Regions from separate parts of the Arabidopsis thaliana genome. Here region 2 is linked to region 1. Evidence: chromatin contacts called from public HiChIP or PLAC-seq data. All regions are on one chromosome and are shown on one strand. Each heading gives the region's core, a stretch centred on a gene start, on an enhancer-like site or on the middle of the called end of the contact. The rest is flanking DNA. Distances are from core to core; before and after follow the strand shown. Region 1 holds the start of PMH1 (putative mitochondrial RNA helicase 1). Region 2 holds the start of AT3G22410 (Sec14p-like phosphatidylinositol transfer family protein).

Evidence for each region. HiChIP or PLAC-seq counts read pairs in DNA pulled down with a chosen protein or histone mark.
Region 2: an H3K9ac HiChIP or PLAC-seq map of seedling shows a contact between it and region 1, with 2.4 times the contacts expected there. The contact joins the promoter of AT3G22410 here to the promoter of PMH1 in region 1. A contact is called at or near these places in 13 of 26 Hi-C or Micro-C datasets (callus, cotyledon, leaf and 3 more), 1 of 2 datasets of contacts at active chromatin or transcription factors (seedling) and 1 of 3 other capture datasets (seedling).

What each region holds. Positions count from the first base shown.
Region 1 is chr3:7,884,140-7,889,985 of TAIR10.1, reverse strand. PMH1 (putative mitochondrial RNA helicase 1) reads right to left here and starts at 2,710. Exons shown (of 7, transcript NM_113129.4): 1 at 2,176-2,710; 2 at 1,948-2,075; 3 at 1,448-1,859; 4 at 1,216-1,314; 5 at 889-1,113; 6 at 646-807; 7 at 1-557. The coding sequence starts at 2,604. The coding sequence ends at 180. It overlaps RPS10 (ribosomal protein S10), which reads right to left and starts at 4,349. Exons shown (of 2, transcript NM_113128.3): 1 at 3,908-4,349; 2 at 3,110-3,756. The coding sequence starts at 4,249. The coding sequence ends at 3,373. AT3G22290 (Endoplasmic reticulum vesicle transporter protein) reads right to left here. Exons shown (of 12, transcript NM_113127.4): 8 at 5,787-5,846; 9 at 5,372-5,518; 10 at 5,083-5,191; 11 at 4,878-4,997; 12 at 4,394-4,793. The coding sequence ends at 4,726.
Region 2 is chr3:7,931,476-7,937,812 of TAIR10.1, reverse strand. AT3G22410 (Sec14p-like phosphatidylinositol transfer family protein) reads left to right here and starts at 1,888. Exons shown (of 7, transcript NM_113138.4): 1 at 1,888-2,223; 2 at 2,308-2,425; 3 at 2,512-2,600; 4 at 2,679-2,725; 5 at 2,794-2,885; 6 at 3,594-3,727; 7 at 3,838-4,694. The coding sequence starts at 2,149. The coding sequence ends at 4,485.

The DNA.
Region 1 (5,846 bases), core at 1,461-3,960:
AAATGAATTAGAGGATATGAAATAATGATATAACTTATGTTGGTTTATGAGACAAGAAGTAGCTACAGAATTTATATATAGCTCGACTCCTTGTAAACTACTCAACTCGAGATACCGAGTTCTCTCCTAAGTCAACTCCATTATTGCTGAGTCGGGTCAAAACCAACACAACACTTCTCTCAGTAAGATCTTTTACCATCGTTTGATCCAAACCCACCAAAGCTGCTCCTTCCACTTGACTGAGAAGAACGGTCTGAACCAAATCCTCCTGAAGAACCGCCTGAACCAAAGCTTCCGAAACCAGATGAGCGGTCTGAACCACCAGAGTAACGGCTGCTTGATCCCCCTGAACCTCCATAACTACCACCACCACCACCTGAACGGCCACTGCTGCCACCATAACCTCCATAACTACCACCACCTGAACGGCCACTGCTGCTACCGTAACTACCATACCCACCACCGCCTGATCGACCTCCTCCGAACGACCCACCAGATCTAGCACCTACTCCTTCAAACATGCTTGCGCTTCCTCTTTCCACAGCAATGCTAGGCAGCTGAATTCAAAACCAAATAGATTCAGAACTGTTTGTTACCCAAGCTATTCATACAAAAGATACAAAGGTGGTAAAGAAAGATATTAACCTCATTGAATCTGCTTCCGACTTCTTTCTCAATCATTTTAACAGCCCTGGTTTGATCTTGACCGTGGATGAGAATCGCGCTTCCTTTCTTTCCAGCACGACCAGTTCGCCCCGTTCGGTGAACAAACGTCTCCGTGTTATTAGGAAGCTCATAATGAATTACCTGTACACAAAGCACAATACAGGTTAATAAAATGAGAAACAGAACTAGTTAAGCGCAAGAAAAGGTATTGTTTTCACTCACTAAATCGACATTAGGTACATCAAGTCCACGGGCAGCAACATCAGTTGCAACAAGAATACTGAAATTCCCATCCCTGAAACCAGCAAGTGTTCTTTCTCTCTGAGCTTGAGATATGTCACCGTGTAAAGCTTCACATTTATAGCTTTTTGCCAATCCAAATGCAAGGCGATCTGCATCACGTTTTGTTTGGGTAAAGACAATGCATTTTCCTCCTTTGCCATGTTCCTGTAAAGGAGAAGATGTTATAAAATCACGACTGGAAACAAAAATGAAGAATCAAAACAAGATACAGATAATTGGCTTAAAAGCAAAGTAAAGAAAACATACCTTTACAAGAGGACCAATGATGGATGCTCTTCCATAAGAATCTGCAGCGATAGAATACATAGTAATCCCATCTGCAAGTTTCTGATCTGAATCTCCAACCTAAATTACATAAGAGTACATGTGTCATTAAAAAATGTCACTTCATTAACTACACTGCTACAGCCAAGATCAATATTTGCAATTTGTACAGCAATTCTAAGATATAAACACAAGCAGGTATAAGACTACTCACAAGATCAATTGTCAAAGGATTGTTCAGGTACTTCTTGGTGAGAGATCTGATCCAACTTGGCATTGTTGCAGAAAACATCATACTCTGACGCTTCGCTGGCAACTTCTGCAATATTATTTCAACATCTTCCGCAAATCCAACTTGAAGCATCTGATCAGCTTCATCAAGAACCACAAACTGAACCTCTGATAGATTCAAAGCTCCCCTTTTCATCAGATCAATGATACGACCAGGAGTTCCAACCGCCACATCAATACCATAGTTCAGCTCCCTCATTTGTTGCCCGATTGGTGTACCTCCATAGAGACAAATAGTATCCAAACTTGGAGCAGATTCCCTGAACTCTTTCTCAACCTGACGAGCAAGCTCCCTCGTCGGTGCCAAAACCAAGCACTGAGGATTCTTCCCACGACTGTCACATCAAAAGACAACATAAGAACCAAAGGAAGTGCAAATCTCTCAATCACAAATGATCGTTATATATAACAGTAAACACAAACCCATGTTTAGCGTTGAATTTGATGATTTTGTCAATAATAGGAATCCCAAAAGCAAGTGTCTTTCCCGTTCCAGTCCTTGCACGGCCAATCATATCACGACCCTCCATCGCTGGCTCCAACACAGCTTTCTATTCAACCAAACACAAACATCAAAAACTCAGTTAAAAAAATCTAAACTTTTAATTGATCTCTATAACCAAATGGAACAGAGAAGAAGATCATATATACCTGAATAGGAAAGAGTTTCTCAATACCCCTACCCTTCAAAGCTTTAACAATCTCCGGAGATATACCAAGATCAGCTATCGCAAGCCCATCACCACCACCGCTGCTACCAACACTCTCCGAATCTCCAATCCCTCCATCGTTCTCATAAGAAGGAGCATACTCTTGAGCCGCGAATCCCGCAGAAGAAACAATCGACGATCTAAACTCCGACGGTACAGATTTAACATGAAAGTCTCTCACTTTAACACCAAAAGGGCTCGAATTCGAAGGGAGAGACTTGACATTAGTAGCTCCATTTGCTAGATCGGAGACTGTGGCGGCGGCTGGAGCAAGGTTATGAAATAGAGCTGCGTTAATGGAGGTCACCGAAGCGGCGAGAGTACGCCTTGACGTACCAAGGATAGATCGGCGAAGTACTGTGCTAATCATTTTCAGATTTCAGAGAGTGTGATGGATTCTGGTGAAGATGAAATGTGAAACCCCAGAAATGAGAATTAGGGTTTTAGGGAGACGGCAAAAGGGTTTAGAGATTTAAGAAGAAGAATCAAAGGCGGGTATAAAGGGAACTTTGTTATAATCACCTGCGGGTGAGTGTATGGTATGTTCCTACACGTGCAAGCTTGTGTAAGGAAACAGAGTTGATTATTATTTTTTGCTTGAGCCCAAAGGTGTTCTTGAATGTGAAGCAAAGAGTTAATGAGTTCTGTTTTTTGTAACTTTGTGTAGTGTGGCAAATTGGCAATAGCTCAGGTTCGGAATCAGATCTATCAAATTAACCTATACCATATGTCTCAAATCATTAGTGATTATGTACAATGTAAAAGTCTTAGAATTGCCTAATGAATGAATACACCTAAAATGTGAGCTCTTGGATCCTTAAAGTTCGACATCATTCCATGGTCGGGTCAAAGGTTTCTATAACTTCTCAAAATGACACCTTTAGCAGTCTAAATGTGTCTCAATCCTTGGTGATGTATAAAGACTTTGATTGGCTAATGAATAAATGGAAAGCACTGTAACTGAAACTCAATTGTATCTTTCAAAATCGTCCAAAAACACATGTTTATACTAAGCAAGAAAATAACTACTTGATCTGATGTGAAGCAAAGCTGGTTTCATGGATCCGTAAGGTTCGAAATTATTGCATAGTACCCGGTTGGGTCTTGAAACTTCTACAAAATGATGTCTTTAGCCATCTCAGTAAGCATTGGTGGTGGAGCCATTGATGTTGCCTAACACTTGAGTCATATCCAAACGGGTCTTGCAATGGAACTGGAGTTCATATTGAGCTCCAAGAATACGATAACGTTTTAACCAAAACAGCTTCTTGCTCAACTCATGACTCTGAGCTTTGATGACAAGAAACCGTTTCTTGAACCTCATCTCAAACTGTTCTCTAGACTTCTTATCGACGTGAGGCGATCTTAGCACCGTGTACAGAGTTCGTGTATCGGGCATTGCGACTTTACGAGTGTGAGGAGGAAGACACCAAGCTTGCTTTTCCGGGTTAACAAAAGACCGAATCGCTATACAAATCTTTGTTCCTTTTATCTTTGATGTGCTTTCTTCTGCTGCCTCTTTCTACAATTCAACCCCAAACACACAACAACAACAACATAAACAACAGTTCTAAATCATTTCAATGAATTTCACATTCCGATTCCTATTCGAATTTGAATCTGATGAAGCACTTTGAATAATATTCTATGAATTTGAACAAAAATGCATATACCTGGAGAGCGATCTCCTTCCTACTCAATGGTCTGACATTGTCTGGAGAAATTTTAATCTTAGCTTTCTTAATCTCGTTTTTGCGATCCTTTGTGACAGTGGCGTAACCTTGTGACGCGATTCCTGCGGGAACAATCATCGACGGCTCAGATCTAATGTGGATGTTCCTCGCTCTGATGCCAAACGAGTTAGGAGACGACGCGAGAGTGAATCGAGAGCTGACGGAAGCTCCGGTGGTGGCTGGAGTGAGATTGTGCGAAATACACGAATTGAAGGAGGCTAACGCGGCGGAGAGAGTCTGCCTCGACGGGAGTGAAGATCGGCGCAATACTCCGGCGATCATTTTCAGATTCAACGGTGAGACGAAGAAATGACGACGAGAGATTGAAGGAAATCTGAAAAACCCCAAATTAGGGTTTCAGTGAAAGAGTAAGCGAAATCAGAGAGAATTGTGAGGACAGGATCACCTGTGACGAGTGTACGTTATCTTACGGTGAGCTACAGTATAATTTTGTTTTTTTACTGAGACAAGTGAAAAGATGCAAAAATGTTAAAATCCCAGGAAGCAAGGTGAATAAAAATTACAAATTAACTCTACTAGTTTAACCAGAGATAATCAGAGTAATACATAAGAGAGACTCAAAAAAAAACTATATCCATGGATTCTAGAGTTTCTGAGTAATGTAATCATCAATCCTGGAATCTCTGGTGGGTGTTGTTGTCTGAAGAAGGCAGATACAAGTTTTGGGATTTGAGAGATTCTTCTTCCTTCCTTTGGTTTTTTTTGTTTCTCATTGTTTTGTCTCTGTTTCAGCTAGTTTACGCTCTAGTACTCGGCTTCTTGTTGAAAGATTCAATAAAGCGGAACATCCAACGATCTAACATTCCTGTTTTAAGGTATGAGATAAACTATATTAGGCAAAAGATTTTGAAAGATTGAGTATTGGAGGCAAGACTGAGATGGGACTAACCTGTCAAAGCAAATGTACCGCCTAATACAGCGCAAAGACGAGTGATTAAGTGGAGAAAACTACGGCGTTCTTCCTTGATGGTCACAGTGATAGGTGAAAGATCATATAAGAAGTAAACAGCTGGAAGAAAAAAAGATACATCAGAAAACAGAAAGAGAGTAATAAGAACCAGGTGCATACTGGAAATGAAGTTTGATCGACTAACCTGGCCATGTACGGTCGAATTCAGTCATTGGCGTGAAATATTCAGTTACAGAGTACTGATTTGTTGACAGTACGTCTTTTGAAAGATATCTATATTCTGTGGGAACAATCTGCGCCATATTAGAAAGAATTTAGTGACCTTACCTTACAAATACGGATTTGTGTGAAACAAAATGGATCATACAGGTAAATGATTTCAAACTTCAAAGTAAACAAATAATGAAGTATATAAAATATACAGCCAGCGGAGAGATACGAGTACAAGAAGAGTAACGAATTTGGATAAACACCTTAATATAGTATTTGAATGTTCCACTGGTGTCATGGAGTATTCGGTTGGTGTCATCAAGTGGGTTGTGAATTCCGGGGTATTTCGGCCCAAATGATAGATCGTGAATCATATGGCTCACGTTTACGTTTTTGGACCCGCCAAATATCTGTTCAGAGAGTAAAGAGACTAGTTATATACTAACAAGGAATATCAAGTAGTAAGTCAGTGAATGAGGTGCAAACACAAATTATGAGAGTAATTTATCGGTTATTGATAAGTTAAATTCTGGCTTTATACTTTCTCTGTTGACAAATCAATGGAAACAAACGTCAATAATGATCATACGGTACTAAATTAAACTACTTTAACGAATCTGAATTTAAAGCATGTTCTTAGTAAGGGGATGGTTAATAAAGCGAGATGAGGATACCAACCATCTGAGCAACATAGATGTTCAGCCCATGAACTGAAATATGGAAGTTTCCGGCAACCCG
Region 2 (6,337 bases), core at 639-3,138, 49 kb before region 1:
TCGCCGCCGTGACGACAACGGTCTTCTTTTTCAAGAATATTTACTCCACCATCGTCATTCAGTATTGTTGACCCGTTAAAAAGTAGAGTTTAGGGTTAATAAAGACTGATTTGTAGAATTAAACAATCTTCTGTGTCATTAAGGAACCTAGACCCTAGTAATTATCAGGTATACGAATTTAATGATACGATAGACTAAAAAAAGTTGCACGTTTGAACGGAGGAAAGATAATAGTTTAGTAATCTATATATACATTTTTGCAGCTATTTTGTGAAATAAATCCTCGAGTTGGAACTTATTTACAATGGCTGCCACTGGCTTTTAATTATTGATTTTCTTTTGGCAATAAATTGATTAACAAACAAAAAATATTCCAAATATATTTCAATCCCATATATCACGTAGATTTCTCCAAAATTTGAATTAGATTTCGGAAACTATTTAAAACAAAAAATATTTAACAAACCAAAATACAATTGCAATCCCTTAAAATGAGCAAAACGCACCTAAATACATTTCTTATGAGTTCACTAAATCTTATTTCTCCAATATTTGAATTAGATTTCGACAACTATTTAAAACAAAAATTTGTTTGACAAACTAAAATATAATTGCAATCCCGTAAAATATTTTTTAAAATTAGCGGTGTACCGCATATTTTTTTAACGGGACGGGTTTGGAAGAACGAGTTTGGAAGGATGTTACTTAATAATAATTATAAACTATAAAATATAAATATTTTATAGATAAATATAATTTACAGACTTTTATATATACTAATTTTTAAAAAACAATTGTCTCCGCGGTATACCGCGAGTTATAATCTAGTTAATGTTAATATTTTTACTAATTATGTAAATGTGGTTTTTTCCTCTCCATGAGATTACGAGTGTTTCTGTTCTTTTAAACCCTCAAAAGTAATTAACTAGTATCTGTTGGGTTTGGTAAATTGATCTGGTTAATTGCTGGTATAGAAAATATGTTTTACTGGATGAAATCAGACATGGGTGCAACAGTTTGCAACTGAAACTATACATTGCATCTAGGATCGAAATGTGACGACGTACTAGTAAAAACGAATAGTAACAATTAGTCACATCAACAATTTCAATCACAAAATGTTGTTATTTCAAAAATAAACAGAGGGATTTTTAAGTTTGAGTTTTCAATTAAAACCTCTTTCACGCCTTCACAGTGCTGGAATATTATTTCAAATTTCATTGTATTTTTTCGTTAGTTGTCAAATAGTAATCAATGTAATTTATAGAGTTATTCGTCACTTCAAAACTATTTTACTCGTCATAACACTTAAGTTTATGAAATGTAACTTCAAACTAACATGTGTGTTCCAAACACAAAGTTAATGACACGCTTATAACGTTTGTTTATTTTTCATTTCTCGCTTATATAACGTCACATTGCAACGAAAACAAAATATGGAATTTGTTATGTCATTCTTACCGAGTTATAGGGAAAATAAATTATAACTGGTCGATCAGAAATTCAGAACTCTTGTTACTGCAAAAGCATTTAATTGGCCAACGTCACTGTCGATCGTTGGAAGTACTTGAGCTAGGTTATATAGACGTTGACTATATATGAACTAGGTGTTACTAATAAAAAACATTTATTCTATTTTTATTACAATCTACAAGTTCAAGTATCATAGTTACAGAACTCACTTAGCAAAAGCTTTATAAAGTACTTAAGGATATTAAACACATGATTAAGTAATAAACAAACATTTGACTAATTAATGAAACACAAGTTTTTTTTTTGGTTCACACAAAGCAGAGCCATTTAACGGCGTTAGATGGCGTCACTGGCGGCCACAACGGCTTTAGCTTTTAAACATTTAACGTTCGCAAAACGACATAACAACGTCATCCACCAGCCAATAACGTCTCTCCAGTCTCCAACATATGTAAGACACAACAACACACACACTCTCTAGAGAAAGAGAGATACAAAGATCTCTTTTGCTACAAGAAGAAGCTCGCGGCACAAACACGCAAATACAATCATTGTCGCAGCTTCTTTCTCTCCCAAAACATCCAATCTTTTTTTTTTCCTTTCTCTTCATCATCCTCTGTTTCTTCGTTCTTATAAACCAAAACAGAGAGATTTAAGAGATCTTCATAAAAAAAAATGGGGAAGAAAGATGAGAAAGTCGAAGCTGTTCTTCGCTTGGTCAAGAAACAATCTCCACTCACTTTTAAACAAGTACGTCTACTCATATCTGCATGTGTTACTTTCCATAAACAAAAGCTTCGAACTTTTCATGAATAACAAAACCTTTTTTTACAGGAGAAGTTCTGTAACAGAGAGTGTGTTGAGAGATTCTTGAAGGTGAAAGGAGATAATGTGAAAAAAGCAGCGAAACAACTCAGTTCATGTCTTTCTTGGAGACAAAATTTCGATATTGGTATGTTTTTTGTGTTTTCCATTTGTATTGTTAAGAAATCAAACACTTTTTCTTAAAAGCTTTTGTTTTTATTTATATATGTGAAGAGCGATTGGGAGCAGAGGAGTTCTCGACGGAACTTAGCGACGGTGTAGCTTACATCTCCGGCCACGACAGAGAATCAAGACCCGTTATTGTAATTTCTTCATAAATCCATCTTTTTTGTTATTATTAATGTTATGAATGATAACAAAAGTGAGGTTGATTTTTACAGATTTTCCGTTTTAAGCATGATTATCAGAAGCTGCATACCCAAAAACAGTAAGTTTATATATTACTGATTTTAAACTGTATTGATATTCTTAAAAACGTTCCTGTTTTGTTTGAAGATTTACGCGTTTGGTAGCGTTCACGATTGAGACTGCGATTTCAAGCATGTCCAGAAACACGGAACAGAGCTTTGTTCTTCTCTTTGATGCAAGTAAGTAAAGCCTTACTGTTTCCAAATTTACTTTTTAATCCCTAGCAACCTTCCAAATTTCTATGTACTAATCCGTGATTTTGTTTGGTTATTTGGTTTTCTTATTTTGTGGATTGAGTCATGTCGGGACCAAAAACACTCGGACATGTATTTGCATTTATTTGATGTCCGATTTGTCCCCTTATGTGTCAACGTCAATTTCTTCTGTTAATTATCCACTAACTAATCATAATTTAGTTGTCTTGAAAAGTTTTAAGTTTTTGAGTAATTAAACCAGCCAAAACGACAATTTCCAGTCTGAATTTTATTTTTGATTCCTTATCTATATTTATACGATTTTTCACCTTTTTTTGTTACTAAAATAATATTTTTAAATTTGAGAAAAGCTTAACTGACTAACAAATATTATTTAATAATTGGCGTATACCTTAGTTTACAAATACCTATATTTTTACAATGCAAAAGATCAATACCTTAGTTTAGTATCACGCTATTAAAGATTTATGCTTTTTTACGTTCTGCACAAACTTTATTTTATTTTTTTGAATCAACCTTTTCGAATTTTATTCCTTTATATAAAAATGTAAGTACATTTTATTCTCTGCAAAAATACACCTTCAAAAAAATTTCAAACCCGATTAGACAATTTAAATATTTGTACAAAATCGATTAATATTCCTTTTTCTTAATACCATACAAAAAAAACAGGCTTTTTCAGATCATCCTCTGCATTTGCGAATTTGCTTTTGGCGACCCTAAAAATCATCGCAGATAATTACCCATGCCGACTTTACAAAGCCTTTATCATCGACCCTCCCTCTTTTTTCTCTTACCTTTGGAAGGTAATTATTCTATAACCCTAAACCCATTAATTACATATTATTAATTCTCTAATTGTGATTAGTATGGATAAGCTCAAAAGTACGTTTTGTTTGTTCGTACCAATTGTCAGGGTGTTCGTCCTTTTGTGGAGCTCTCAACGGCCACGATGATACTGTCGTCTCTAGACTACGACGAACCGCTAGATATCACCCACGTGTCATCAAATCCTCGATCAACATCTTTAAGATTCGACGCATCGTCGATTAAATCAACGGCCTCGATTGGTTCAGCTTCTTCAAGATTCGCTTTCACAGTCTCTCAGAACTCGTTGAAGCCGTGGTATCTTTCCTTCACCGACACGTCACCTTATAACCCCGCCGTCTCATCCTCCGCCGCTGCTCCTGTTTCTCCTCTCAGTGCACGGTCGTTACCCTTCGCGTCTCCGGCGGTGCGTGGTTTCAAAGACGCGAAACCAGCCGCATGCAGAAAGAGTCTGTTTCCATCGACGCCGTTGCCGGAGAAGACAAAGACGGTTTCGTATCGGAAAACTCCACGTCCTTCGTTCTTTCAGTCGCCGGCGATGTTCTTTCGTCGGGAGAACAATGTCGGTGGAGGAGGCGAGAAGTCACGTGAAGCGTTTGTACCGTATCTGAAGTTTTACCGGAGACCGTACGATGAGACTGCGTATAGGTCTAAGTTACGTGGTCCACGTGGATTTCTGTCGGTCGTGTCTTCTCACAGAAGATCTCGCCACGTGTCTTTATCTCAACGGTTCTGATTTAACAAACGAGATTTGGGGAACGAGTACATATAATTAGAAGATAATCACATTGATCTGTTCCAAATACGCTTTTTTCTAGACTTGCATGTCTATTACGGTGATATTAGGCTACATTTAGCCATTGAGTTTCTTTAATTCTCTTAAGAAGGGGTTTTATGAAATTTTTTATATATGAGAGAAAAATTCAGTTAGCTACTACATTTTACTCCTAATAGTTAAATAACTTTAAAATTCCTAAAATGTTGTGGATAATGTATGTTTGAATAATATGTACCCTTACGTCGTTAACTTTAGATATCAACCAATTCAGAGACGGAGGAAAGCTATTTAGTAGTATTAGTTTCTACATTTTATTGACGTTGATACTGACGAATGCGATTTAATGATTTAGGAGATCCAATTCTGCTCCCAAGGATCATTAATTAACTTCATGTAGAAATTTCAACTTTTAAAACCAAAAACTAAAAAAATGCACACGTGCGACGTTTGTATGAATTTGAAGTTTCGAAGTCAATTGTTAGAATTAAGACAGCGTGGTCGTCACGTTGAACAATTTTATGGAACATTTTTAATACGTTCTTCTGCGGAAATTAACTAGAATCATTCATATTAAATTTTTGTAATGTGATTCTAACCAGACATTAACCAATACATATCCAAACAATATATGTATATATGTATCACAACATCAATCAATATGCTATTAAGACGGATATTCTTGTAATATGCAAAAACTATGACTATTATTATATATTCATATCCAGAAACTTTGACTATTTTGCATGTAATATGCAGAGACTCTGACTATATTTTGGGCTAATTAGCTAAAAATTCTCCCCTTCTAGTATAAAAGCAATTTTGTTTTTGGTGCTAATTCATATCTCAAAAAGAGCCCAAATTTCTGCATATTAAATGACAAAAGCCAAAATTTATGAAGTCAATGAAGTATTTTATTAATTAATTCTTTATGATTATGAATTTATGAAGCCAAAATAAATTTATTAATATTTTTCATACGTTACGTTCTTATCTAGTTTACAAAATTCTTATATAAATAGAGCAAGTGAGCAACTTATTCAATTTCATACCAAACAAAAGTTTATTCTCTCTTAACTCAAACGCTATGGCGAAACTTATCATTCACTTCCTCTTTGCTCTCCTTATTGTTTTATCTTGTGTGTATATACAGAAACCATAGCTTTGAATTCAAAATATCGTTTTTTCTTTCTTCTTTTTGCAACATTACTTAATATATAAACCTTTTGCATGCGGATTTTTCATCGGAATCTGAAGCACGAACACAACCAGAACCACCGCTTTGTCATTGCCCTAGTGATAGAGCACCTGCTGAATGTGATTGTCTTCCTCCCATAAACCATCAAGTTCATACTACGTCCACCATTGGTCCTAACGCTAACAATAAACAGTTAACGGGTTGCAAGCCCGAAGATTGTTATTGATATGTTAGTTGATATAACCTCGGTAAAAATGTGCTAAGATAAATGTCGAACATAAAAATATTTTTAAAATACAATAAAATCATGTTTATTTCATTATATCCAATTTAGCTTCTTCTTTATATTTCACTGATTCGATGGAGTGGTGTGCGTTTTAATTTACGCAAAAACAGAAAAAAAAAAAATAACTACATTTGGTTGAATCCAACTAAATGTGATTAAATCTGTTGGTATATGTTGGAATAGTTTATAATTTGAATGGTAATAGTTGAATTTGGCTGTTTTGAAAATAATAATGAATTATAAGTCTTGTAAAAATAGTTAAATTAGTTAAATAATTTAATTATAAAGTTATATTTTGAATTTGAAAATTTAAAATATTATTAAACTAC